Regions from separate parts of the Mus musculus genome. Here all the other regions are linked to region 1. A link is a contact called in public Hi-C, HiChIP or PLAC-seq, Micro-C and promoter capture Hi-C data. All regions are on one chromosome and are shown on one strand. The core of a region is the stretch at or near the end of the contact, and the rest is flanking DNA. Distances in the headings are between cores, read along the strand shown.

Region 1 (3,979 bases), core at 1,041-3,540:
GGCCATGTGGCTTCCTCTTCATGCCCCCACTGCTATGCTTTCCCCACTATGACCAACAGGACTGTCAAACTGCACGCTTCAGTTGTTCTGTCCGGCACTTTATCCCAGCACTGAGACTAACACAAGGCACCATCCTTCAGGATGCAGTATATGCCTAAAGCCACTCGCTCCTATTTAGCGTTTCCACTGAGTTGGATACCTGGGCCTTAAGGACAAGGGCAGCCTGGCTCACTGTCGCTCCCAGTGGTCCTCCTGGAGGCTGTATGCTCCTCTTCCTTACAAGGCTCTAGTTCATTGAGGGAGGTGTTTTGTACTAAGGGATGTGTAAGGAAATCCAATTAAGAGCTACAGCCCATTTTGCACTCTGAAAGCAGAGACTGGTTACCATACTGTCAGAAGAAACCAACCCTGAGGAGGAGGCAGGACTACTGACACATGAAGGGACAGGAAGGCAGATGCTGATACTCAGCTAAACCACCAGGGTGATACTAGCTTCCTCCATACCCAGGCTGAACTCAAAATAAGCCAGTTGGAGCAACCACTGTGTAACGGAGACATGGTTGCAAAGAGCTCTGATTTCTCAAGGAATCGGTGTCGGCTCACTTGGTCAACCGAGCTCAGTGTTGGCTCAGTCAGACTGAGCCACCTGGCTTAGCAGAGGGCTCTTAGAAGACGATAGTAATTGGGTAGATCGATATTAGTTATTGCTTTGGACCAACTGTAGAATCAGTGGCTATGGTTTAATCTCACTAAATCTGTCACCAGTTAGAACCTTGAATAATTTGTGGCAGAGTGGAATAGACTTACCTTGTGGGGTGGAGGGGTGGGGGTGGCGAGATAGACTGTAATGGGTGCTATAGGTAGTCTCTTCCCATCCTGCCAGGTCCCACCCAGCCCCCGAGTGTTTAGATGCTTTACTGCTCACATCTCGGACTTCCAACTTCCGACAGAGGACTTCCTTTCTTTATTTTACAATAGTTAATTCATCCTGGCCCAGCCAAGGTCCCAGAACACTAGGTGTTTATGCTCACAAGGTTCCATGCAGCCAAAGATGGCTGCAGGGATGGAGGCGGGGCTGGGGTGAGGGAGAGAGAAAACTAACAATGGTTGTACAAGGGATACCCTTGCTGTGAAATGGATGCTTTGGGTCAAGCTGTGGCTGGATCTTCACCTTAAATTATTACTCTTTAGCTTGGCTCCTCACCACTCCCCCTATAATAGTTTCTGCTGGAAGCACTTCCTTAATAAATAGCTTGCACACATATCCATGACAACCCAACAGTTCCCTAGGAAAAATAAATAAATGATAAATAGGTAAACTTTGTGGACATAGTTTAGTAGAAAACAATTTTTTACACCCCTCCTTCCAAGGATCTACCCCAACACGGGATAACCACAACCAGCGAGTCAGTCTTTGGTTACCATTTTCTCTCTTTACTAAGAATTTCGAGTTTCTCATTGTGCCAGGAGTACTTTACAGACAGGGACATCTGCAAATTATCAGGGATGCATCCCAGTGTAAACCGTTTGTCCAAAGGTATTTTGGCCATCTCTGATTTCAAGTTCTCAATCCTCTTGTCAGACCTTGTTCCAGACAGCATGTCCCAGTTGGTGTGGGTATGCGTGCTTGGACAGCAGAGAGAATGGGGGTCTAGCCAAGAGGCAGCCTAGGGGGAAATTTGAGCAATCTAAAAAAACTGGACCTCATGAGTATCCTGTCCCATCCACCCAGCTGTTTGACCTTGGCTACACTTTATGTTAAATGAATTAACTAACCTCTATATCATAAGATTTTTATTTAAAAGAATTAGATGACATACAGAAAGTGCTTTGCACATCTCCTGGTTGAACGCAAGACATGGATCCGGCTAGAGAGGAAAGAACAGTGGGTTAGGAAGCCTTCCAGGGACTTTAGGGACTTTTAAATCAGATCAAGTGAGGACAGACGAGGAGGGAGGGGAGAGGAAACAAAACAGAGGTGTTTCCTCCCCAGAAAGGGCCACATTGCTCCTGGGTCAAGGAAAGTGGACCTCATGAGGGCCAGGAAGGGGCGACTCTCTCCAAAGGAAGAAGCTCTGAGACACTGGGCCACCACGTGGCCGTCAACCCTACCCCCACCTCCACCCCCCACCTCAGTCACCACCAGGCAGAAGTAGGTGAAGGGTGGAAGCCCAGAGACCGCGCCGCGGAGGCGGACGCCCGCTGCAGGTCTCCTAGCAACGCCCGCCCCGCCCCGCCGGGCTTGGAGCGCCGGCGCCCGAGAGCGGGGACCGGCAGGCCATGGTTGCCATGGCAGCGCAGCCGCCGCGCCTGATGCTGGCGGCTTCTGCGAGAAGCTCGGGCCCTGAGCCCCGTGTGGGCGGCCCGGCGGCAGCCCCAGCTCGCCCAGAATGGCCCAGCCACCGAGTCGCCCCTCCGGCGTAGCCGGATCCCGTGCTCCGGTCCACGTCTACGGGGGCGGGTCACGGCTTGGAGACTTTCAGTTCCTGGGGACCGAGTTGATCTTCCCGGCAATGTCTAAACTCGGCAGAAACGTGCGTGCGCGCTCCCTCACGCGCACACACCAGCGGCCTTGAGGCTGTGCTTCTTTTACGCAAATGTTTTCTCCTGAAAGACTTTTTTTTTTTTAAGTCTAAGAAAGAGTATATGCAGAAAACGGTGAGGCTTCCAAATTCTGTCTTCGAAAACAACGTTGAAATAAATGATCCATTTCTTAAGGGCCATTTTAAAATCGAAAATGTCCGTATACTGGATTCTGAATCCGGACTGGCAATCTGCAGTGGGCTTCACCCGGAGAATCCGGTTAGAGGTTTTAAAATTTAAACCGTTTACACCACCCCACTCCGCCCCTTGCTAGGGCAATAGTCTCGCTAGGGCAGGAGAAGCCACTCGCATATACAAAGCTCATTCTCTGGCTTGAGAGTATTTTTAACTGAGGCGGAGTCAGTCACGTGTTTGTGATTTTAATCAAATTGACAAGGGCTCTGAACAGGAAAAGCTTGCCATCTAAATTCGAACACAACGTTAGGGACATAGTGAAGCAGCCTCTTTGGTCTTGTTTGAATCAGAGCTTTTCACATCTTAATGTTCTGCATATATTTTCCTCGATCCACTGCAACTGGAAAATTTAAATGAAAGCCTATTTCTTAGATTCATTTTTATGGTAAATGTCTCTGGGCTGAGATTATGCATATTCTCGATCAACAAGAAACCCGAGCAGCAATCACCGGGAATTGAGCACCTTGCTGATTGAGCAACACTTGAACCTGGAGGCATGAACAGCCCTAATCTCAAAGTGAAAATCCTTCACGGTATATTTCAAAAGAATATTTACAGCTAACCTTTTCCACTCCGAAGGATCATTCACTTGCAACTTTCTTACCCATCGCTTTGTCAGAGTAATCGCTTTTAAAAACTACTTTTTACCGATTTTTTTAGTTTGTAGCTGGTGAGATGATCATATAAAAAGTATTTATGGGGACGCAGATGAAATGACTCAGCAGGTAAAGGTATTTGCCGTGCGAGCCAGACAAGTCAGTAGGACCCCTGGAAGCCATATAAAGATGGAAGGAGAGGACGCAGGCCCAGGTGCATCTGTACCCACACACAGTGATGGCTGATGTCGGTGACTGAGTTTTTAAAGTATAGCCAGATATGGTGGAACATGCCTGTAACTGTAACACTGTGGGGAGGCAGAAGCAGGAAGTCCACTGCAGGTTGGAGGTCAGCCTGGTCTACACAGCTAGACAACGTCTAAAACAACAACAATAACAAAAAAGAGCACAGTTTTAAGAAATTGCTGTGTAGCCAAGGCTAGCCTTGAACTCTCCTGCTCTCCTACTCCACAGGAATGCACCACCGTGTCTAGCTATGAAACAAGGTGTATGGACACATGCATAGCTATTCTCTGACTCTTAGTCATTTTCTCCTTTCAGGGTCAAAACAGAAGAGCAGTATCATTTACATGGTGGAGGGGAGA
Region 2 (3,979 bases), core at 801-3,300, 260 kb before region 1:
TGAGCCGGGAAGTAAGCAGAATTGAGGTCGGGGATAAAGAGTTAATAATATAAAGCTTCTATCCTAGACAGGTTTAATTTCAGGGTGAAAGGCACACATTAACACATAAAAAGCCTAAAAGTCAAGATGACTACAGATGCTCACTACATTTTACAGGGATAACTTTTCTTTGGAATCATTTGTGGCATAGCATGAGACCTGGGAGGGAAAGGAATCCGCGGGCTAAAAGGCAGTCGAGAAACATTCCAGACAGATGGAATCCAACCTGCTGAAGGCCAGGAGGAGGTAGCTAGGTTCTAACTGTAACACAGGAATGGTCCAGAAAGAAGGGGTGGGGACAGTAAGGCAAGTTAAAAGCCGAATTTTATTCTAAAGACAATGGGACTCCCAGTGAGAGTGCCTTGGCCCGTCTAGTCTTTTAAAATGATCATATGTAACACAACTTTGTGCACACGTGGCGATAAGGACGCTTCTGCAGGAGCTGGGCTGTGGGGTGCTGACGATGGTCAAGGAGCAGTAATTTGGGGGTACAGTAAGCAAATCGTAAAGCTGCCAACGTTCCCCGAGCGCTCAGCTCTGCCCAGACACAATTCCAAGCGTACAGACTCATTTCAACCTCAAGACAGCCCAATATCACGGCGGTGTCCCTGGTGTGGAGCGTGGTCCACGGAGGGAGCGAAGGCCAGCGGCTCTGCAGCGCGTCCCAAGGGTTAGGAGCGCAGGGTCCGGGGCTCCCGGGACTCAGAGCGGAGGAACCCTGCCCAAGGACCCCGGCCTCGCCGCTCTCCTCGCGGTCCTCACCGAGCCCTGCTGGCCTTCCACTACCACATCTGATGGCAGCGGCCATCGCGCCGCCATGAGGAGGGCGGGCGCAGAGTTACCGCCGCCGCTGCCGCCAGAGCCCGCCCCGAGCCGGCGCCCGCAGCGGCAGACACCTACCTGACCCGCCAGGCCGCCGCCGCCGCCGCCGAGACTCCGCCCCGCGGCGCGCCCGCGCATGCGCGCAGTTCAAACTCGCCGGCGCCGCCGCCTAGCTAGCCAGCCGCTTCCCCTTCCGGAAGCCCCCCACTGGGTCCTAAAGACAGCCTCATTTGCCTGAGACCAAGAGGACCAGAAAAGAGCCGAATGAACGCCTCACTCTCTGCTAGTTTCCTGTTGAAAGAAGAGAGAAACAGAAAGCTGTGGTAGCTTCTCTCTCGAGGTTAATTTGCAAACAACGACTCCATTCTGGGGATGCTTTTAGGCAGCTTCAGGCTCTCAAGGCTAAGACAGCGGCGTGCTCTGGGAGATGGGTGAGCGGTAGAAAAAGACAGCTGCTTCAGACTTTAAAATCGACTGCTAGATAAAAAGTTAAATGAGCTCCCATCAGACTCAGAACCTCCTTTGAAGGTTTCTCCTTTGAAACGGTCATGTTCTTGTCAATCTCACTGATTTGCCAGAAGGGTAGAGGGTATTCCTCATCTTCTATAAAGATGTCTGGTATGGGATTCTTGTGCTGTTCCTTAAGTCAGCCTCACGTCAGGCATCGCCTTCCGGGGGGTTGAATAATCAATTCTGTGTAAACATTCAAAAAAACGGGACATTCCGTTTAATTGTCCTAGACACAGTGTTACGTGCCAGGGTTACCAAGAGGGCGAAAATAAACATAGTAGCTGCTCTGCGAAGGCCGTCCAAAGACTTGCAGTTTAAAAATGAATCTTGGTGTTCACTCATTATTTGTGTTTGTGTGCTTTTTTTTTCACATTCTTCGTGTGTCTCCTGCCAAATCTAGCAATGACACGGGTCAGAATAATCAAAAAGAGTTTATTGTAAATTTGGGAGAGAGCCTGAAAGCAATCAAAACGAGTTAAGAGAGCCCAGAGGTACCAGACCTCCCTTAAGACAAGAAAAATCGAGTAGGGGCGGGGCCAAGGTCTGGGAGCGGGCCTTGAGGCCCCGCCCCATCGTTAAACAGCGCCTTTAACCAATGACAGTACGAAATCAACGCCAGTGGCTCGGAGACTGACCAATGGGAGGAGACGTTGGAGTTGCGCGGCGAAGTTGAGTCCCAGCGGTGGTGGGCGAGGCCGCAGTGGCTGGTCTGTGTTCTCGCTGCAGCGGAGGAGACGCCTGGCTTGGTCTCCGTGTCGGTGGCGATGTTCTTGTCAGAGGCAGGCGCAAGGCCCCGAGCAGGCGAAGCCAGCGCCTCAGAACGCAGGAAATGGGTGAAAGTAGGTGTGGGAGCGCGACCCGAGTTCAGACTTAAGCCTGACCAGGGCCACTTCTGTCACCCCTCTTGGTTCTGGCATTGCTGCAGGACTCTGATCACTTCCCCGCCCACCACACTGTCCACGGATAATCACCTCGACCTCCTATCCGTCCCATCACCTTCCCAATCCCAGGACTGAGCTTTCGAGTACAGTTTATTCCAGCGGTTTAGAGGAATGGATTTGTCAGCCCCTTAAACTTGGTCAAGTTCCTTAAACTTTGGGGAGAGGGGACAGAGGGAAATCTTTAACTCGGCGGTTATATTGCTTGAGAATTAAAACTAGAGTACTGAAACTGCATTTTGAAAGCTCCACAACCAGGTTGAGTTTAAGATGTCTGTGTTTCTGGTTTCTGGCTTACTAACTGTAGATGTTTAATATTCCTTAGGTATTTAAAGCATGCGATGAAGACAACAAAGGCTACCTAAGCCGAGAGGACTTTAAGGTTGCGATTGTAATGCTGTTTGGGTACAAACCCTCCAAGGTTAGAACGTTTCCTCTCTTCCCCTCGTCTCCTTCTCTCTCCCTTCCTCTTCTCCCTTCTTTAGATGGGGCGGATAATGCTGTAGAAATGAATCCTAAGAAAACTGGCCAGGAATACTTTCTGATACCTGTAGAGCAAATCTCTGATTTATAAGCCTAAAATGCCTCCACCACCTAATTCCCCGCAAACCCCTCCCCCCTTTAAAGGCCCAAACAGGTGCAAACTAGGTATCTATGCCAGTAGAGGCAACAAACATCTCCACGAGTATTTATAAGAAATATAGGGTGGTAGAGAGTGGGAGTCTGGGAGGGGAAGGTGGTCTTGTAAGAGGAAGAATCCACCGGCTAGCTGATACGTATAGTAAAGTTTCTGGGTGGCTTTATTTAATTGGTAAAAGTAATATGTTCATACAGTCCACAAGATCCCTTCTCTTTACGCTAGACTGGGGTCCCACTTATCAGGGGTTAACCAGTTTCTTCTGTATTGTTCTACATACAGGTATAGGCACAATCTTCTACAGAAGTTCCACACTGTTTTATCTTAACATCCATTTTCCACTTAGCAACAAACCCAAAGCAAACCACATTACCATCTTAAAATACAGTTGTACAATATTCTCTTTAGCCAGTTTACCCTTTGTTGTTGTTTGGATTAACCTGCAAGCATTGTCTCAGTGATCATCATGTTACATCTACATACACCCATAGATCATGCCTTTTGTGGAATACATGCGCACATGTGCCTCTGGGTGTGTATGTGAGTGTGAATAAATCATGGATATGTAATTGCTGTACTTGGGAGCATTTGATAGATCAGGAATTCAAGGTCAATTTGGACTACACAATGAGACAACATTTTAGAACAATGACAAAGAAATGAAGATACCAAAATTCTTGGAAATATAATTGCTAAGTCTAAGGATGTACACATTTGACTTTAATTATCTTTCTTTTTTTCTTTTTTTAGAGAGGTAGGTAGGTAGGTAGGTAGGTAGATAGATAGATAGATAGATAGATAGGCAGGCAGGCAGGCAGGCAGGCAGGCAGGCAGGCAGGCAGGCAGGCAGGCAGGCAGGCAGGCAGGCAGATTGTGGCCCAGTGAGCTTCCTTAGGGTGGTTTACAGAAGGTGGGCACCTTATAGCCCCTCTGCCTTCCTTGGCAGGGTTTTGACAGGCCAAGTCTTGTACAGGTAATCACAGCTGTTGTGAATTCAATGGTGCAGAAACCATATGGTGCTCAGAAGCCAGCA
Region 3 (3,979 bases), core at 893-3,392, 230 kb before region 1:
ATAAAACTCAGATGACTTGTAATATTTAAGTCTGTTTAAGTCTGGCTTACTTTTTCCTGAAGAGAAATAGTCATAGTCATCTATGGCAGGAAAAAAAAAGTTGTTTTTTTTTTGTTTTTTTTCTCCCACAACTTCTAGGTGTTTCACTTGAGGGGTTTTTGAGTGCCGTAAAGAGAAAGAAGGAAGCGCGACTCTATCGGAATGAGATAAGGCAGATCTTCACAGCTTTCGACGTGCACTGTAAGTGTCTCTAAAGTGTTTTCATGTAAGAATTGCTACTGAGGAACTGTGAATGGGAATTTATCACAATGAACTAAATGTGCAGTACAGTTGGCAGATTATACTACACTCATTGGCAGTGACCGCAGGTGTTGCTGAGGAGCCTTTCCTACTTTGGGATACTAAGTTTCTGTCGTATACCCTGGATGCAATATTTACATTTGTATAACTGGATTGTGTACTGTACCTGTGTGCTTGCCTGTTGTTCCCATGCTGTAATGGTGATCGCCAAAGGACTGGCCTTGCCGGGACATAAGCCACAAGCCACCCATGGATGTGTGAGAGACACTTCTGCCACTCTCACTGTGACTCATACGTGACTGGAACGATCATTTTCCACAGTAGGTATGACTTCCAAGATTCATGCACTGGTGATCGTTATAATTTCCCTCTAAATATTAATATATCACAGCTCTAATGCCAAGCCAGAAAACAGGGAGTTTGGAAGACAGGGAGTTTTGGCAGAGCACAAAGACTCGAAGCCTAGTGCATCACGTCTATGCAGTCATTTCCCTAGGACTTAGAGACTCAGACGGTGTACGGCTAGCAGTGGTCTTCCAGCTTACCCAGCACTGCATCAAAGGGTAGGGCGTCACCACCACAGTCTGACGTTCTTCCAGGGAGATGTGCTCACTGGGGGTACAATGTGAGATCTATGTAAGATCAACCGTAAACTACTGCTTTTCCCCTTCCTTTTAATAAAATACTAAAATTTAGCTTCCCATGACTATCATGGTTGAAGTCATAGTTCTCAGGCTTTATAGGCATGCTAATGTTTCATATTTTATTTCCATATAGATCGTGGATTTTTAACTCTAGAAGATTTCAAGAGGGCGTTTAGTCGAGTGGCTCCCAAGCTACCAGCGAGGACAGTGCTGGAGGTGTTCAGGTACAGATGCTAAGACCGCTGCATCCGGCCTCTTGTGTATCCCATTTGCTCTCGAAGAATTGGAGTTTAACAGGGAGCCTGCTCTATGTTGATTTTTCACCTTTGGACATTTCCTCTTACACCGTAGTGTTATGGATCAGGAGAGAAATCCATAGTCTGTTAGCTGGGAGTCTAGATCCTCCCTTGGACAGGGGCTTGTAAGGAGAGGTGCAGGAGAGCTTGTGAGTTTATGTGTCACGAAAAAGCCTTTTGATACTTGACACAGTCTGCATTTATCAGCAAGGCGACACGTGGTTTTCAAGTTGGGGAGAAGAGCTGGAGGTTGTTACCTCAGGCACAATGGAGGCTCCTCCTTCATTCACTTCCTATGCTGCTGCCACCAGTTGTGGATTACACGTTAAGTGCATCTTAAGATTGCGTTATGTAGTCCAAGTGGCCTGAGGGCAGTTTGTGCTAGGAACCTGCAGGTTATAATGTTAGTAGCCAGCACAAGCCCATGCAGCCCTCTCCTCTGGTCCCCACACATGCAGCCCTCTCCTCTGGTCCCCGCACACACAGCCCTCTCCTCTGGTCCCCGCACATGCAGCCCTCTCCTCTGGTCTCTAGCTGAGCCCATCCTCAGCTGTCACCAGGTATATTAATTCGGTTTTAATCACTAGCAACATCTAGAAAAATCTAAATACTGACAGAGCACAAAAGATATATGTATATTTCTCTACAGTAAACGTAGGAAAGCCAGGCCTGAATGATGACGTCATAGTTGAGGGACCCAGGCTCTCCTTTTCTCATTCCTCTGGCAGCTTTAACTGCTGGCTGCTGCTTCCAGCAGGATGGCTGTTTCTATTGCGCCTGGATACCAGTGTTAGGTGGAAAGAGCACAGAAACCCAACTTTGCTTTTGAGGTTACATCCCAGTGAGCAACTCTTAGGTTCTCCTGCTTGTATCTCAGGGGAGAAAGGGAGGGGCTTCGGACAACCCTGTGCCCACTTAATAGAGGCTCTGATAGTGAAGCAGAGAGAGAGGGAATGGATAGGGGGACATCTGGCACGTATCCGCTTTTGGGAGAAAAGTAATTGAATGGAGTCTGGCCGGAAGCCAGCTCTGCTCAATGGAAATTATCAAGCAGGTTATTTGAATAAGGATTGTGCGCATTATCATTAACAGTGACATATATGAAATTCACTTGCTGCCTCGCTCACAGGCAAGCCATTGAGCAAGCTATTGAAGGAGAGCATGTATCCTGATGCATACAAAGGGCTACAGGAGAATGTTAGGTGGTTTTGTAAAAGCAAGTTTTAAATGTATATTAGCATCTGTTTATGTGCTTCGTGCGTGTTGTGACAAGTGGCGAATCTCAATATAGTTCTACCTTACAGTGATAGATTCTGAGAGGAATTAAAACTTGGCATTTACTTCCCTTCCTATTAAGAAACAAAGGAGTTGCCCAGATTTTCTGACCTTTAAGTGTCTGTTACATGGTTAGAGTAGACGATGCCTTGTAGAGATTTTTGGAGACTTTTTTTTTTTTTTTTTTTTGGAACTGGGCCTTAAGCCCAGGTTCTTGCATGCTACACGAGTGCCCTGTCATTGAGTTATGTCCCCAGCCCACCTCGTAGTTTTCATTTTAGGCAGGACCTCACCAGTCGCCCACACTGGCCTGAAACTCATTCTGAGTGTAAATTTGTGTTATCTTGCCTCAGCCATCCGAGTAGCTGGGATTAACAGATCTGTACCACCAGGTTGGACTTGGAAAAACTATGACAGAGACAGTGCATAACCCTCAGTGAAGAGAGTAATGGCTTCCAGTCCAAACTCCACCCTACCACCTTGTAGAGAGCACTTTGAAAATGTGTAAATATGGCTTCGTTTTACAAAATCATGTGGGTTGCCTGTTTAAACTCTTTGTATGCGTGTGTGCTATGTTGGAAAATGGAATGTCTTGACCTGGCTAAAAATATCTTGCAAGTTTTAGTAGTTTTAGTTTTTTTAAGTATAACTGTGTATGGGCAAGGGATATTTGAGGTCCTACCCTCTTCCTGAGGAGCTGTTGACAGTGAACGGATGGCAGCTGGGGGAGTGAATGGCAGTTGTCTTCAGGAGCGTGGTCACTGGTACTTAACGCCACACCCATGCACATGTGGGCATCCTTGGACTCAGTGGGCCATTAAAAAAAGTCAGGGATTCTGACAGGAGCGTGTTAGGAGGCAAAAGGATTCCAGAGGGCATGGAGCAGGATAAGGGAAGAGGGTAGGGACTGAAGACAATCAAAATACATTGTATCCATGTATAAAATTGTCGCTGGGCAGCAGTGGTGGCACACACCTTTAATCCCAGCACTTGGGAGGCAGAGGCAGGTGGATTTCTGAGTTGGAGGCCAGCCTGGTCTAGAGAGTGAGTTCCAGGACAGCCAGGGCTACACAGAGAAACCCTGTCTCGAAAAACCTAAATAAATAAATAAATAAATAAATAAATAAATAAATAAATAGTCAAAGGGTACATTAAAATTCATTTTTGTATAATAAATTCCAAAATGTAGTACATTTTCAAAACCTATCTATGATATCAGGAAAGATAGATACTTATTTCTGGGTTCTAGTCAGCTATAGCAAAACAATATTAATTAAACAAATTAGAAACCAGCTTTTCATTATCAGAGGACGGAACTAAAAGCAGAGAGTATCAGGGCCATGATCACCTGGTCTCATTTAGAGCCGCATAATTTTCTGAGGTATCTATGACGGCTCTTAAAACCAGGCCTCAAAACAAATTGAACCTTAAATTGCTCAGTCAGAAAAGATTAAGTCAAGATGT
Region 4 (3,979 bases), core at 1,076-3,575, 160 kb before region 1:
GCCTACAGCTGGCATATCCTAAGCAACCATGGCCCGAGACTTCCTGAGACCTCCCTTTAAGTCAGCTTTCACGGACATTTCATTAGAGCAGTGGAAGACTGACACACAGTTTTATCTGCCATCTAATCCACAGAGCTCCTCAAGCTCCTGAACAATGTGAGCTTCCTGTGGCCCCTGAGAATAGTTACAGATTGCTGACCGATTAGTTAAAAGGCCCACGGGAGCTCTCCACCGGCATCACTTATTTAGGGTTTTCACTGCTGTGAAGAGACACCATGACCACAGCAACTCCTATAAAGAAAAACATTTAATTGGGACTGGCTTACAGTTTCAGAGGTTTAGTCCATAATCATCATGGTAGAACGCATGGCGCATGCAGGCAGACATGGTGCTGGAGAAGGAGAGTTTTACCCCTGGATCCTTAGGCAGCAGGAAGAGATTGCCACGCTGGCTATGGCTTGAGCATCTGAGACCTCAAAGCCCATCCCTACTGACACAGCTCCTCCAACAAATCCACACCTGCTCCAACAAGGCCTCGCCTCCTAACAGTGTCACTCTCTATGGGCCTGTGAGGATCATTTCTATTTAAGCAGCACAGGGGTGATTGCTTGCTGCTCCGCAAGGCTGGCCTTGCAAGTAAAGGCACTAGGTTCTCCGTGAATTGTCCTACCATGATGTTGTCATACAACATACTAGATAAGATGTTCTCTGAGTTTTACCTACTCTTTGCAGCACCTGGTCATGGCCGTTACCACCGCCCCCATGTGTGTTGAAGAGGCAGGGACTCAGAGAGCGCTGGAGTGACTCTTCATGGTCTCTTAGACAGCGCACAGACTTAGATGCTAAAACTCATGCTTTTAACCATGCCAGGCCCAGGCCATTTAACCCTAGGAGTATAATGCAAGCCTCATGGAAGTCACAGTAGTGACGAGAAGTTAGAGAGTAAAACGGCAGGAGGGGACCACTCTGGCAGCCACTTGGATCTTCCTGGCTACCCTTTTTAAAGACTATATTCCATTGCTTCCCTCCAAGCAAAGTGGAATCTCTGGTGTCTGGTGGGTCATATTCCTCGCCAAGCTGAATTGAACACTCCGAAGCGTGGCAGTGAGGGAAGGGACCGTGGAGATATTTTAATGTCACTGGTCATATTTACATCTCCTTAGCATATGACTTAATGAGACCTAATGTGCACATGTTTGTTTCTGTAAAGAAGCAGCCAGGCTCTATCCGGGTTTCAGTCTCGGAGAGGCTAGTGAAAGGTCTGAATCCCGTTTTCCTCCTGGTTTCTAATTGGTCCCTGTGAGGGAAGCCAATTACTTAAATGAAATGGGCTTCAAAGGCTGGGGACGAAGAGTAGTTAGCCCTGGCTTGCAGGTTCGCCTTTCCTTGGCTACAGAAAAAAATAAGCAAATGTCAACTTTCATGTGAACACTTGGAACAAGGAGGTGCCGTGGAGGGTGACAGGACCCAGCCTCCCCGGATGCCCCAGGCTGGCAGCTCACTCAGTGCTGGGGTGAGCTGGGGGAGCTCCCAGCTCCAGCTTGTTCAGGAGTGTGGCTTTAACTGTGTGGCCTGGTTTATCTTGAGGTACGCTTATAAATGCTATAGCACGCTTACTACAGGCTGGTTCAAATTTTTCCCACTTGGTAGAAACAAAGGAAGTAGAACCTCTAGCGAAGAATGGGTTGCTTTCTGGATGTTTGGGAGGTTGACTCTAAGTGGTAGCTTAAGTTCCTTCCCAGGCTAGTCCACGGGACAACTTTTAAGCCTTTGTGTGACTAACTTTAAACCTGTGGATTCTAACAGTGTTAAAGAAAGAATGGGGGGGGTGGAACAGGACACTTTTCTCTGCTTTTCTGAACCAGGATCAGCCTTAGGGGGTGGGGTGTCCTCCTCCCTCAGAGGTCCCTAGAATTACAGAGCATCATTGAAGATACCTGCCACTTCTTCCCTTTCTCCAACCTGTCCAGGCTCTCGTTCCTCAGTGGAGCTAGTCTCAATGTTAGTATTTTGATTTAACTGTTTCATACAAACACATAAATAAACAGTTCCTCAGGTTCTACCAGAGACATGTGCATTATTTAAATAAAATGCTTAATCATGTGCTTATTGAGTCATGCAAGCACAGAGAGAATCAAAGAATAATGTGAACGAGGCACAGATCACAAGTTTGGAGCCAGCTCGGGCCAGATAGTGAGATCCCATCTCAAAACAAACCAGGCCATGCAGGGGAAGTTCTTTAGAAGCCACAGTCACAGAGCTGTTGGCCGAAAACACTGACAGGGAGCCTGCTGCCTTGAGAGTCCCCAGCCAGCTCTGCCAGTCACCACTTCCTCCTTTGTGTTGTTTATGGCCCTTTAGGTCTCAGAAAATGCCCCATGGCAGCATCATTGTGCTGGCAGCAGTCTGGACTCCCGGTAGTGGGGAGGCCTCTAGAGGACTGGGTATTGCCCTGAGTTCTACATAAGTCACAGAGCATCAAAGGTAAGGGAGACATTGTCTGTCAAAGACACAGGTGCTGGCCTGAAGGAGAAGGCTGAGGCAAGGAACCAAATAGAGGAAAATTCTAGGGATTGTTGAGCAATTCAACCCCACAAATTGGTGATGAAAGCAAGTAGATCAGATTCCCCACTTCACACTTAAGTTCACAGCCCAGGGGGAAAATTGACCTGGGGTGAGAATCATTATGGGTGGTCTCTACCTGCCAGCCTCCAGAGCCAATTGTGAGTGAGCAAACCAGGGAACCTGAGGTCAGTGTGCCTTCTCTAGGGTGCCGTGGTGTAGCAGAGACCTGGATAAGGCTTGGAGAAATAGTGGGAACAATGAACTGAGCCTGGGGCAGGCTTCTCAAGAGACTTGAGTTGTGTGTGAGACTCTGGGGGGAAGCACCCTCCTGTGCCTTCAGGGAATTGCTAGGAAGACTTGGAAGAGGAGATACTGTCTACAGGAGGGAGACCCTGAGAAGACAGACACAGCTGTCCTGTAGGCCTCCTAGACCACCACAAGGGTTTTATCCCCAGCGTGTGGGACTTGATCTTAAGAATCTTAAACCAGAGAGACGGTTTATACTGTGTGGCCCTGACCATTGGATTAGCTGGGGTTGAGAGCTACAGGATCTTCGTGCGGGTGGTTGAGATCTGAGGGAGACCAGAAGGGGCCATTATCCCACCATGCCATTTGGGGTATGTTCTATTTTAGATATATTTCTGATTATCACTTACACCACGAATGAACTTCTATGATTGAAAACTCCATCTCTTTTGAAACTCAAGTCTACTAACAGCCTGGCAGAATTGTAGCCTGGATAACATTTTGAAGAACCTTCCTTTTCAAATTAGGTGCCCCTTCCCTTTCTCCATGCCTCTGTCCCCATCAGACTACTGGATGGTTCACCCGTCATTCTCTAACAACACCTGCTTTCAAAAGTGGCTCTGTCCAATGTGACCTATATGAACTTGATGCAATTTTGAGCCAGCTTGTCACCTTCCTGAGTATAACATGTGGTCAGTTTAACTTTATTCACCTTAAGTGAGAAAAGGCGTCTGTTGGCTCTGTCTGCTGAATCGTCCAGACTAGCTTTGGCTGTAATTCCACCGGGCTTCCTTCTTTCAGCCTTAGCCTCACTGTGATCTTGGACCAACTCCCCCCGAGGCTGTCACGGTGCCTGCAGCAGCTCTAGGCCTCCACTCACAATCTCATCAACCCGGGTTAAGAGTGTTGTTCTGCTCAAGGGCCAGAATTTCTGGGTTCTCTCTAGTGTGAGACACCTCTAAGTCGATGGTTAGGGCAAGGGTGCCTAATAATTTGAACAGTAGTCCCAGGTAGGGCATGTGGCATCTCTGCTTAGTGGCAGAGTGCAGCCCTGGAGCTTTTGGGTGCCATCTACCTCCAGAATCACAGAAATCCTGGAGGCAAGAATAGGCCAAGGCCCCCTGGGTTCTAAGGATGCCCCTAACACTGCCAGCAGCAGCAGACTTGA
Region 5 (3,979 bases), core at 897-3,396, 160 kb after region 1:
GTGTGTTCAGAAGAGAGTCACTTCCCTCTAGCAGAATATTGGAGGTACACCAAGACTGACCCATAATTATCCTGCCTTCTCTGTACACACATCCCACAGTAACCTACCCTCTACAGCAGGTGTATGTCTTGAACTGTATACCAGGCCATTTCCCTGAATAAATGCTCATCATCTTTTGCTAGATTATTTATGGGCCCAGTAGTAGGAAGGCTGGTTGCCTTGGAGGACTGTGAAAATATTGGCTATCATAATAAATATAGGTATTCTGTGGAACTGACTGGTCCATGCTAGGTTCAGGCATCATCTTACCTTACCCTCTCCGGATGGGATGAAGCCCACAGCTCCATGGCCTGGCTACAGAGCCTGGAGTCTTACAGTTCTAATTCTGACTCAACTGTTATTAATACCTGAGGGATTTGGGTCTACAAATCACTACACTGCTTACTGATAAAATGGGATTATGATATTTTTCTTATTTCACAGTTAGGTTGCTGCAGCTTCATTATCTAAATGCTTTGAAAAGCTATTCTTAAATGTGTGATCTCTGAGCTTACGTCACTATAGACTGGCACAGCCTTGTGTGGGGGTGTGTGTGGGTGTATGCATGTGAGCGTTCGTGTGAATGAATGTGGGGGGGCAGTGTGCCACTGAGCTCATGGAGGGGTCAGAGGACAGCCTGAGGTGTCTGTCCTACTCTGCATGGATTACTTGGAGCAGAGGCACCAGCAAGACATTACTCTTTCCTTGCTGTTTCTGAATTAGCCGCACACATCCCTTTATATGTGTATATCAGCAGCATGACCTAATAAAGTTAGAGTCCGTATCTTTCAGACTGTGTTTAGAGTATCCCCTTACAGTAAAGTTAAGACAGGGTGATGTGTGGTTTATAATCCGATAGAAAGAACAGTTCGGCCAAGCCTTCGCTCCACTCTTGAATGATTATTGGGTCTTGGTTTTTAGATGTCAAATTCTCAAATTTCTCCAGTGTTTCCTGGCTTGCTAAGGACTGTCACAGAAGGCAGTCCTCATTTGTCACTGTTACTTTCTATCCATGGGGCAACTTGATCATTCTTTCCCCTGCCCGGCAGCTCCTTACGTTACCACCCTGGAATTCCACATGAGGTGGCTATGGTCTAGTGTGCTTCAGACCCTCACCACTGTGCTTTGAGGGTGACTTTCTGGAGTCTCCTCACTGGCTGCGGTATCAGTCGCTGCCCATGCCGCTCAAGGCAGATGGGTTAGGGACAGTAGTTGGTGAGGTGGGCTAGAGTCAAGCAAATACTACCATCAGAACAGTAACACTGTTGGCCATACTTTGTTAGGCTGCAGAGAAAAGATCTGGCTATTACAACCCCATCAGGAGGTAATTCATGTATCACACACCTCCCCACACCTGTTGTAATTCACTGCCTGAGATGGAGGTCATCCCAGATCTCAGATGCTGCTATCCTGGCGATGATGTGCGTGCTTGACCACGGGTTCATTTGTCTGCCTCAGGAGCTCTTGGAGAGCTTTGGGTGCTGGATCCAAGAGAGGGGCTCTGGGTCAGAGTTGAATTAATTGGGGTCAGAGGAGAGGGGTCCCTGGCTACAGATGCTGTGAGAAGACGTGTGCTTGGTAGGAGGAGTAGATTCTCACGTGTCATCTTAGGGACATGCCATGCCAAAGAGAGGATGTCTGTGAAGCCTCAGCTCCCAGACTCCCTCCAGACCTGAGGTTCTAGTTTGTTTCAGATGGAGGATGGGGTCAAGGGGAGGAGTAGAATAATGGTGGTGGCTAGACAGGGCTGAAGCAGAGGTGCCAGCCTTCTCTCCTGGAGCCACGGTTCTGGAATTATTCTCTTCCTGTCCTTCAGGGATGAGCGCATTCCCCTGTTCGCTGAGCTAATGGAGGTGTTTGCCCACTGAGAACCGTGGCCAGGTCAGATCCAAAACCAAAGCCCCTCCTCACCAATGTTGTGGTCAGGTTTCTCAGCTCTGTCACAAGTCCACATTCACTTCCTCCCCCGCCCCCGCCCTCCCAAGCATGGAAAACAAAGTACTCGGTTTTTGGACTCTTTTTGTGGTGACGTCGCCAGCCTGTACTTGCGGTGGTTTGGGTCTCAGACATGTGGCTTGGTGAGCGAGCCAAGCGCGAGGCGATGGAGTTTGTTCTTATGTGAGTTAGTGCCCTCTGCAAGCACGGAAGTGGATTAGCCGTGCACACGACCACACAGTCTTTTGTGTGGTCTCTGACGGAATGACCCAGTTAGAGGCCTGGCCCAGGGACAGATGGGCAGGGCTGAGGAGCTCTGACAGGGCTCCTTCCCAGTTCTGTTACAGGGGTCCCTCCCATCCCTCTCTGGGTGCACACCACCATCAGAGCCAGAGGGAGAGTCCCTGCCCGTGGGCTTGGCTTTTGCCCATTTCCTTTGTGGCTGCTCAGATAAACAGAAGGGTGCAAGCAGCGGATCCGATGAGCGTGATAGGAGAGATGATTGATTTCACAGCATTGCTGGTCGGGTTTGGAGGCAGCCATTGCGAGGCCCCGCAGCTTTTCATCCATGGTCACCAAACTTGAGCATTTTTTTTTTTTTTTTTTTAGGAAATCTCTTTGTGAATACACTCAATGTGGCCAGAGCCATCATCCCTCCCTTAGCAGTGACGCAGAGGACTGCTGGGCTCTATGTCCAGTAGCCTATCGAGAATCACACTTGAACTAGCCAGGCTGCCCTGGGAGGCTAGCCCCTGACGTCCTCGTGTAATTGTCTCACACATGGGCAAGTGGTTCGATCTATAAAACGTGTGGTTGCTACGAATGACTGTTGTTGGTAAGGAGAGCTGGAAGCATTCTCTTTTCTAGATTACCTTTCAAATATTCAAATCCATGCACCAGCAGCATATGGCTAGAATCCCTGCCGCACCCCCCAACCCCTCCACTCAGATGTCTTCCAATGTGCTTCAATGAATTCCAAAGCCACATCAGGTTTGCATTTTGAAAATGCCAACTGTATACTAACTGAATGTGAGAGATGAAGAAATCGTTCATATTTTTTTTTAAAGAAATGGTGTTTCTGCATTCATATAGAAACCAGCTGTATGGATTTCTTTCTCTTTTTTCTATCTTTTTTTTTTTTTAGCATAGTGGTTCATTTACATTTTGATATTGTTGAATAAATAATGTCACTGAGGGGTTCTTAGCTAATTTTCAGTACGGCAGACCACGGCTGGACCTGTCACGCCCCCTCAGCCTCCTCAAATTTAGGTCTAGAAGTACAACTCCATTTGCTGTCTTCCTTCCTTCCTTCCTTCCTTCCTTCCTTCCTTCCTTCCTTCCTTCCTTCCTTCTTTTCGGAGGGATTTGAGACAGGATTTCTTTATGTAGCCCTGGCTGTCCTAGAACTCACTCTACTGTAGGCCAGGCTGCCCTCGAACTCACAGACATCCAACTGCCTCTGCCTCCTGATTGCTGGGATTAAAGGCCTGCACCACCATAACCTGGCTGTAACTCCATTTTCTTGTTGCTGGGGGTTGAGCTTAATTTGCGGGTGCTCTTTCTGCTTTTGTTTCTTGCTGGCTGTATTGATGGCTGTTCTTGTTCCTTGACAGGATGCCTCGGGAAAGTAACTTAAGGATTTGAGGATACAGTCCATTATTCTGGGGAGGCAGGACAGCAGGCACAGGTCTTCTTGTGGCAGCAGGAATGTGAGGCAGCTGGTCATATCGCATCCACAGTCAGCAAACAGTGACGGATGCTGCTGCTCCATCTGCTCGCTCCTTCCTATTCACTCTGAGACCCCAGTTTTGGTGACATCTGGGACCCTAGCCCACAGGGTGGTACCTCCCTCATTCAGGATAGGTGATCCTTTTTTTCAGTTAAACCTTTCTAAAGATGCCCTCATAGCTATGTATCCAGATGTGTGTTTCCATGGTGATCCTAAATCCCGTCAAACTGACAATGAAGACCAACCATCATGCTGGGTAGATTGCTGAGCATTTTA
Region 6 (3,979 bases), core at 662-3,161, 140 kb before region 1:
GAGGGCTGATAGCCAAACACAGGTCCAAAAAGCAATATAAATAAAACCAGATAGTACCTAGGAAGTTGTTTTCCAACTATGTCTTGTTGAGGCCTAAGCACTAACACCCAAGTTTCTGCCAAAACCAAGTGTGGGGTCCGGGGAGTGGGGCGGAATGCAGAGTGGGATAGAGCGTGGGTTTCAGTCTGGAAGGCTTGTGTCCCAGGCAGTGTTAGCACACACACCCTTGCTTGGTTGTAATGACCTTGTATCCGTTGAACTCCCTAGAACCTCTTTCCATGTTAACCCCCGCAGCCCCCAGGGAGGCTATGAGATCAACGCTGTTCTCTATGCGCTGTCTGCCTCGCTTCCCTGTGTTGACACTTGCACCGATGGCACGGAAACAGCGCCATGTGCATGAGTTACTTCAAGAAGTGGCACCAGTGTATAGTGGCGGTCATCATGTTTCCCACCACCTGGCTGGCAGTATGTTGCATTTAAAAAAAATATGCTGATGAAGCAACACAGATTATCTATTTTTTTTCTCAGTCCTCACTGCCTTGTATCTCCAAAATTCTGAGAAATGCCCACAGGTCGTTTCCATCACATACAAAACTGATCACGTGCACAGTGGGTTGTGTGAGAGCTGAACCTGGCCACTGTATTAATGGAGCATTGTTTTTATTTGAAAGAGTGACTGACAGACAAACTACTGTTATTCTGACTATGGTATTTGGTCGGCATTTTCTCAAAAATGATTGAAGCGAACCTGTCATCTCAACAAAAACAACTGGAGGTGTTTGTTGCCAATGATGGAATTTGAACCTTCCAGTGAAAATGAGAATCTGGGAACTTTGCGCATACCCTTGAGAGTTTGACAGTTTCTCAATAGACTTCTGTGATGAGTTCAGTGCTGCTATTAACAGATATAATTTTTATATTGTATAATGGAATATGTTAACATTTCCAAGAGCTATATGTCAGTGAATTAATAATTTTTTTTGAGGACCAACGTAGCACGCTGAGGTGAAGGAATCATTGAGAGCCCTGGACACACCCGTGTTTTACTGCATTAAAACATGCATGCTTAGTTGATACTGATCCAAATTCTACATTTTGTCTGACTTTTTTTTTTTTTTTTTTTTTTTTTTGGTTTTTTGAGGCAGGGTTTCTCTGTGTAGCCGTGGCTGTCCTGGAACTCACTCTGTAGACCAGGCTGGCCTCAAACTCAGAAATCCGCCTGCCTCTGCCTCCCAAGTCCTGGGATTAAAGGTGTGTGCCACCACACCCGGCTCTTGCCTGGCTTTTTAAGAAATAACCACTTATTGAGCTACAGAGTACTAGAAAGCTCTACGTGTGTATGTGTGCACATGCATTCATCCATGCATATTTGTGTCTGTGTGGTTGTGTGTGTATGGAGTATGTATGCAAGCACATGGGAATGCATATGTCAGTGTACACATGTGTAGACACAAGAGAAGGATGCTGGGTATACTCCTGCATCACGGTCTACCTTATTCCTTTGAGACAGCATTCTTTCAGTGAACAGGGGGATAACCCCAGTGTCTCCACACCCTCCCTCCACCACTGGCGTGACCGGTGTGCTTGGCCATGCTCAGCTATGTTGCGGTAAATCTCCAACCCAACTATGCCCTGGCAATGAAAACACGACTCAGTTAATATGAATACATGCTGTGCGCCTAGATTGAGCAGATCTTCCGCAACACTACCATCTTCTCCATCTATGAGACCCCTTAGAACTTGCAGTTTCTCTAGGCCGTGTGCTTCTGCTCCGCTTCTCCTCTTCTTCCTCCTCCTCTGTGTCCTCTCCCTCTTCCAGTTTTTCCTTCTTCTCTCTCAACTTTTCACTCCACCTTCCCTTTTTCTGCCCAATCATCAGCTCTCCTTTATTTTACAAATTAAGGTGGGAAGCAGGTTTTCCGGAAATCACCTGAGTGCTGACTCACTCCTTGTTCGCAGCCCCTCACAGGAGAACAGAATCAACATCAAATACAATAAAACCGCAGCACTGCTATTTACTTGGGTGCTAGGGGTCTTGAAGTCAGGCTCTTACGCTTTCATGGCAAGCACTGTGCCCACCTAGCCACCTTGTTTGCCCTAGTGTAGAGTGACTTTAGAGGGAATGTCTTTGATCAGATGACATAGCTATTGCAGTGGCTCTTGCTTTTGCACCTCCTTAACAGCAGGAAGCCCAACTTTTCTTTAGGTCCCAAACCATATCTCCTCAAAGGGAATTCTAAGGGAGCCATGCAAGCCAAACTATAACTTAGTAGGCAATATATTTCAGAGACTTGCAAAAATATAAAATCATGGTAGGTTTTTCACTATTGTTTCATTGCTAAAATTTGTTTTCATAAAAATGTAGTGGATTTACTGTTGTTATTTTTAAATGAATTAATTTTTAATCGTTTTCTTAGTTTTAGTGATCATTCCTAGCATGGTATTAATAGGTAGGGTATTCACCACCAGACACTTATTAGGTTCTAAGGATTTGAGAGCATAAAGAAATCCTGAAAGCACAGTTAGAGAACCACTGCTCTCCAGAGTTCCCAGCATGCCTAGCCAGTGCGTAGCAGTAGCATGGGGTATTGATCAGTTGTGGCCCTTGCCCATGGAACCAGTGGTTTCTTAAATTTAAGCAGGGACAGGAGAAAAGGCTCAGTAGCTCCCAGCGCTCACTGCCCTTTCAGAGAACCTGAGATCAGTGCCCAGCACTCCTGCTAGGCAGCTCACAAAGCTCTCTAACTCAAGTCCAAGGGATCCGACACCCTTTTCTGGCCTCCAGGGGCACCAGTACACTTGCAGCAAGTACACAAGTAAGATAAAACAAAGTCTTTTTAAAAATGAAACAGTTTCTTCAGATGTGAGAACTACTGGGACAGTGCTTGTAGGGCACCTGGCCCACTGGAGGGGGGGTGGGGTTCTAAACACAACTGGTGGCCCTGCCAATTCTTGAAGAATGAGTAAGAGTTTATGCAGGCAGAAAATAGAGTTGTTGCTCTGGCTATAAGGAAAAAGTATGTGCCAAGTGTCCATGTGCGCCATCTTCTCCAAACACATTGCAGGAGTAAGAGAAGGGGTAGATAGAGCAGGAGAACAGGGTGAAGTAGGAATGGTGACATGAAGCTTGACGAGATGACCGCAGCATCACAAAGAACCTGGTGAGGTCAGGAGTTAAACCCTTCTTTTGGAGAACAAGGGATATTCAGGCAAGAGACAGCCATTCACTTACATATTAGACACATCTCTCTGGTCGCCAAGAATGGGAGACACGTTAGAATTCATTGCAACAAACTGATACAGAGACAAGAACCTAGACTAGGGTGTGGCTAAAGAATTAGAAAAGTGTGGGTTGATTCAAAATATATCGATGTAGAGAGATGGATAGACTCATTAGATTGAGTGTGATTAAAGAGGGAAGGAGGGGCACCAGGGTTGAACCTGGATTCCAGGTTTGGCACCAGCATTGATGTTATGGCCACTGACAGAGCCCAGAAGGTGCAGGCTTAGAAAACAGGAGGAGGAACTCCACTATATCTCTTCCTATAGGCTGCCCACTCACCATTTGCATGTATGGTTCTAAAGTTAAGCAGGGACACCTGTATGGGAGCTATAGAGTTGAGAGTCCTTGAGGTACAAATCCTAAGTGAAGCCACAAGCCTAATGAGCTCTTGAGATAAGGATCTGAACAGGAAGAGCCAATTGCCTGGGAAAGAAGGCATGACAGTTGCAGCATTTAAGGAATAAGCAAAGAAACATGCAGTGCACACAGATTTAAGAGAACCCAGAAACCATGTGGTCATCGGAGCAGAGGTAATGCTATACAGAAGGAAGGGAGAGAGAAGATCAGTGGTGATAGGAGCTGTTAAGTCAATACAATGAAGATCCATAGGAAGCAATTGTTGAATCATTAATTGTTTCCACTTAGTGGAGGGGAGTGATCGCCTCAAGCAGCTTAGAGAGTTGGGGGTGAGGGTGG

The links. A called contact is a pair of places that touch in the nucleus more often than the background predicts. HiChIP or PLAC-seq counts read pairs in DNA pulled down with a chosen protein or histone mark. Capture Hi-C pulls out chosen DNA fragments and counts their contacts.
Region 2: a contact with region 1 is called in a promoter capture Hi-C map of adipose tissue, with 4 times the contacts expected there. The contact joins the promoter of Efcab11 here to the promoter of 1700064M15Rik in region 1. A contact is called at or near these places in 12 of 39 promoter capture datasets (the 3T3-L1 cell line, 3T3-L1-derived adipocytes, the C10 cell line and 6 more), 1 of 15 datasets of contacts at CTCF or cohesin (large pre-B cells), 14 of 484 Hi-C or Micro-C datasets (the Ba/F3 cell line, CD4 T cells, LSK cells and 8 more), 12 of 115 datasets of contacts at active chromatin or transcription factors (acute myeloid leukemia, bone marrow-derived macrophages, cardiomyocytes and 8 more) and 5 of 9 other capture datasets (adipose tissue, embryonic stem cells, liver and 2 more).
Region 3: a contact with region 1 is called in an H3K4me3 HiChIP or PLAC-seq map of embryonic forebrain, with 3 times the contacts expected there. The contact joins the enhancer-like site here to the promoter of 1700064M15Rik in region 1. A contact is called at or near these places in 2 of 15 datasets of contacts at CTCF or cohesin (large pre-B cells and pro-B cells), 16 of 484 Hi-C or Micro-C datasets (the C2C12 cell line, the CH12 cell line, DN2 thymocytes and 10 more) and 9 of 115 datasets of contacts at active chromatin or transcription factors (bone marrow-derived macrophages, embryonic basal ganglia, embryonic forebrain and 4 more).
Region 4: an H3K4me3 HiChIP or PLAC-seq map of bone marrow-derived macrophages shows a contact between it and region 1, with 4 times the contacts expected there. The contact joins the enhancer-like site here to the promoter of 1700064M15Rik in region 1. A contact is called at or near these places in 1 of 15 datasets of contacts at CTCF or cohesin (pro-B cells), 6 of 484 Hi-C or Micro-C datasets (B cells, the G1E-ER4 cell line, bone marrow-derived macrophages and 3 more), 6 of 115 datasets of contacts at active chromatin or transcription factors (bone marrow-derived macrophages, embryonic forebrain, embryonic stem cells and 2 more) and 1 of 9 other capture datasets (bone marrow-derived macrophages).
Region 5: a Hi-C map of the MNK3 cell line shows a contact between it and region 1, with 6 times the contacts expected there. The contact joins the enhancer-like site here to the promoter of 1700064M15Rik in region 1. A contact is called at or near these places in 1 of 15 datasets of contacts at CTCF or cohesin (CD8 T cells), 14 of 484 Hi-C or Micro-C datasets (B cells, CD8 T cells, LSK cells and 9 more) and 4 of 115 datasets of contacts at active chromatin or transcription factors (CD8 T cells, bone marrow-derived macrophages, embryonic basal ganglia and 1 more).
Region 6: a contact with region 1 is called in a Micro-C map of embryonic stem cells, with 1.7 times the contacts expected there. The contact joins the enhancer-like site here to the promoter of 1700064M15Rik in region 1. A contact is called at or near these places in 4 of 484 Hi-C or Micro-C datasets (embryonic stem cells and muscle stem cells) and 4 of 115 datasets of contacts at active chromatin or transcription factors (bone marrow-derived macrophages, embryonic stem cells, fibro-adipogenic progenitors and 1 more).

The regions. Positions count from the first base shown.
Region 1 is chr12:99,626,285-99,630,263 of GRCm38.p6, reverse strand. 1700064M15Rik (RIKEN cDNA 1700064M15 gene) reads left to right here and starts at 2,290. Exons shown (of 2, transcript NR_045288.2): 1 at 2,290-2,658; 2 at 3,936-3,979.
Region 2 is chr12:99,881,513-99,885,491 of GRCm38.p6, reverse strand. It overlaps Efcab11 (EF-hand calcium binding domain 11), which reads left to right and starts at 2,050. Exons shown (of 6, transcript NM_030172.2): 1 at 2,050-2,210; 2 at 2,635-2,730. The coding sequence starts at 2,136. Tdp1 (tyrosyl-DNA phosphodiesterase 1) reads right to left here and starts at 974. Exons shown (of 16, transcript NM_028354.5): 1 at 940-974.
Region 3 is chr12:99,851,799-99,855,777 of GRCm38.p6, reverse strand. It overlaps Efcab11 (EF-hand calcium binding domain 11), which reads left to right. Exons shown (of 6, transcript NM_030172.2): 4 at 139-240; 5 at 1,078-1,168. Among named protein-coding and RNA genes, the nearest start is that of Efcab11, 30 kb to the left of the region's middle. Within about 2 kb of position 2,142, at least 13 of the 459 cell types and tissues checked have an H3K27ac peak or open chromatin away from gene starts, as enhancers often do. A contact at or near this core is called in embryonic forebrain, where this site is marked.
Region 4 is chr12:99,788,102-99,792,080 of GRCm38.p6, reverse strand. All of the region lies in intron 5 of Efcab11 (EF-hand calcium binding domain 11), which reads left to right. Among named protein-coding and RNA genes, the nearest start is that of Efcab11, 93 kb to the left of the region's middle. Within about 2 kb of position 2,325, at least 98 of the 459 cell types and tissues checked have an H3K27ac peak or open chromatin away from gene starts, as enhancers often do. A contact at or near this core is called in B cells, bone marrow-derived macrophages, macrophages and 3 more, where this site is marked.
Region 5 is chr12:99,466,383-99,470,361 of GRCm38.p6, reverse strand. It overlaps a transcript of Foxn3 not described here. Among named protein-coding and RNA genes, the nearest start is that of Foxn3, 18 kb to the right of the region's middle. Within about 2 kb of position 2,146, at least 149 of the 459 cell types and tissues checked have an H3K27ac peak or open chromatin away from gene starts, as enhancers often do. A contact at or near this core is called in B cells, CD8 T cells, the MNK3 cell line and 8 more, where this site is marked.
Region 6 is chr12:99,764,128-99,768,106 of GRCm38.p6, reverse strand. All of the region lies in intron 5 of Efcab11 (EF-hand calcium binding domain 11), which reads left to right. Among named protein-coding and RNA genes, the nearest start is that of Efcab11, 120 kb to the left of the region's middle. Within about 2 kb of position 1,911, at least 6 of the 459 cell types and tissues checked have an H3K27ac peak or open chromatin away from gene starts, as enhancers often do. A contact at or near this core is called in embryonic stem cells, where this site is marked.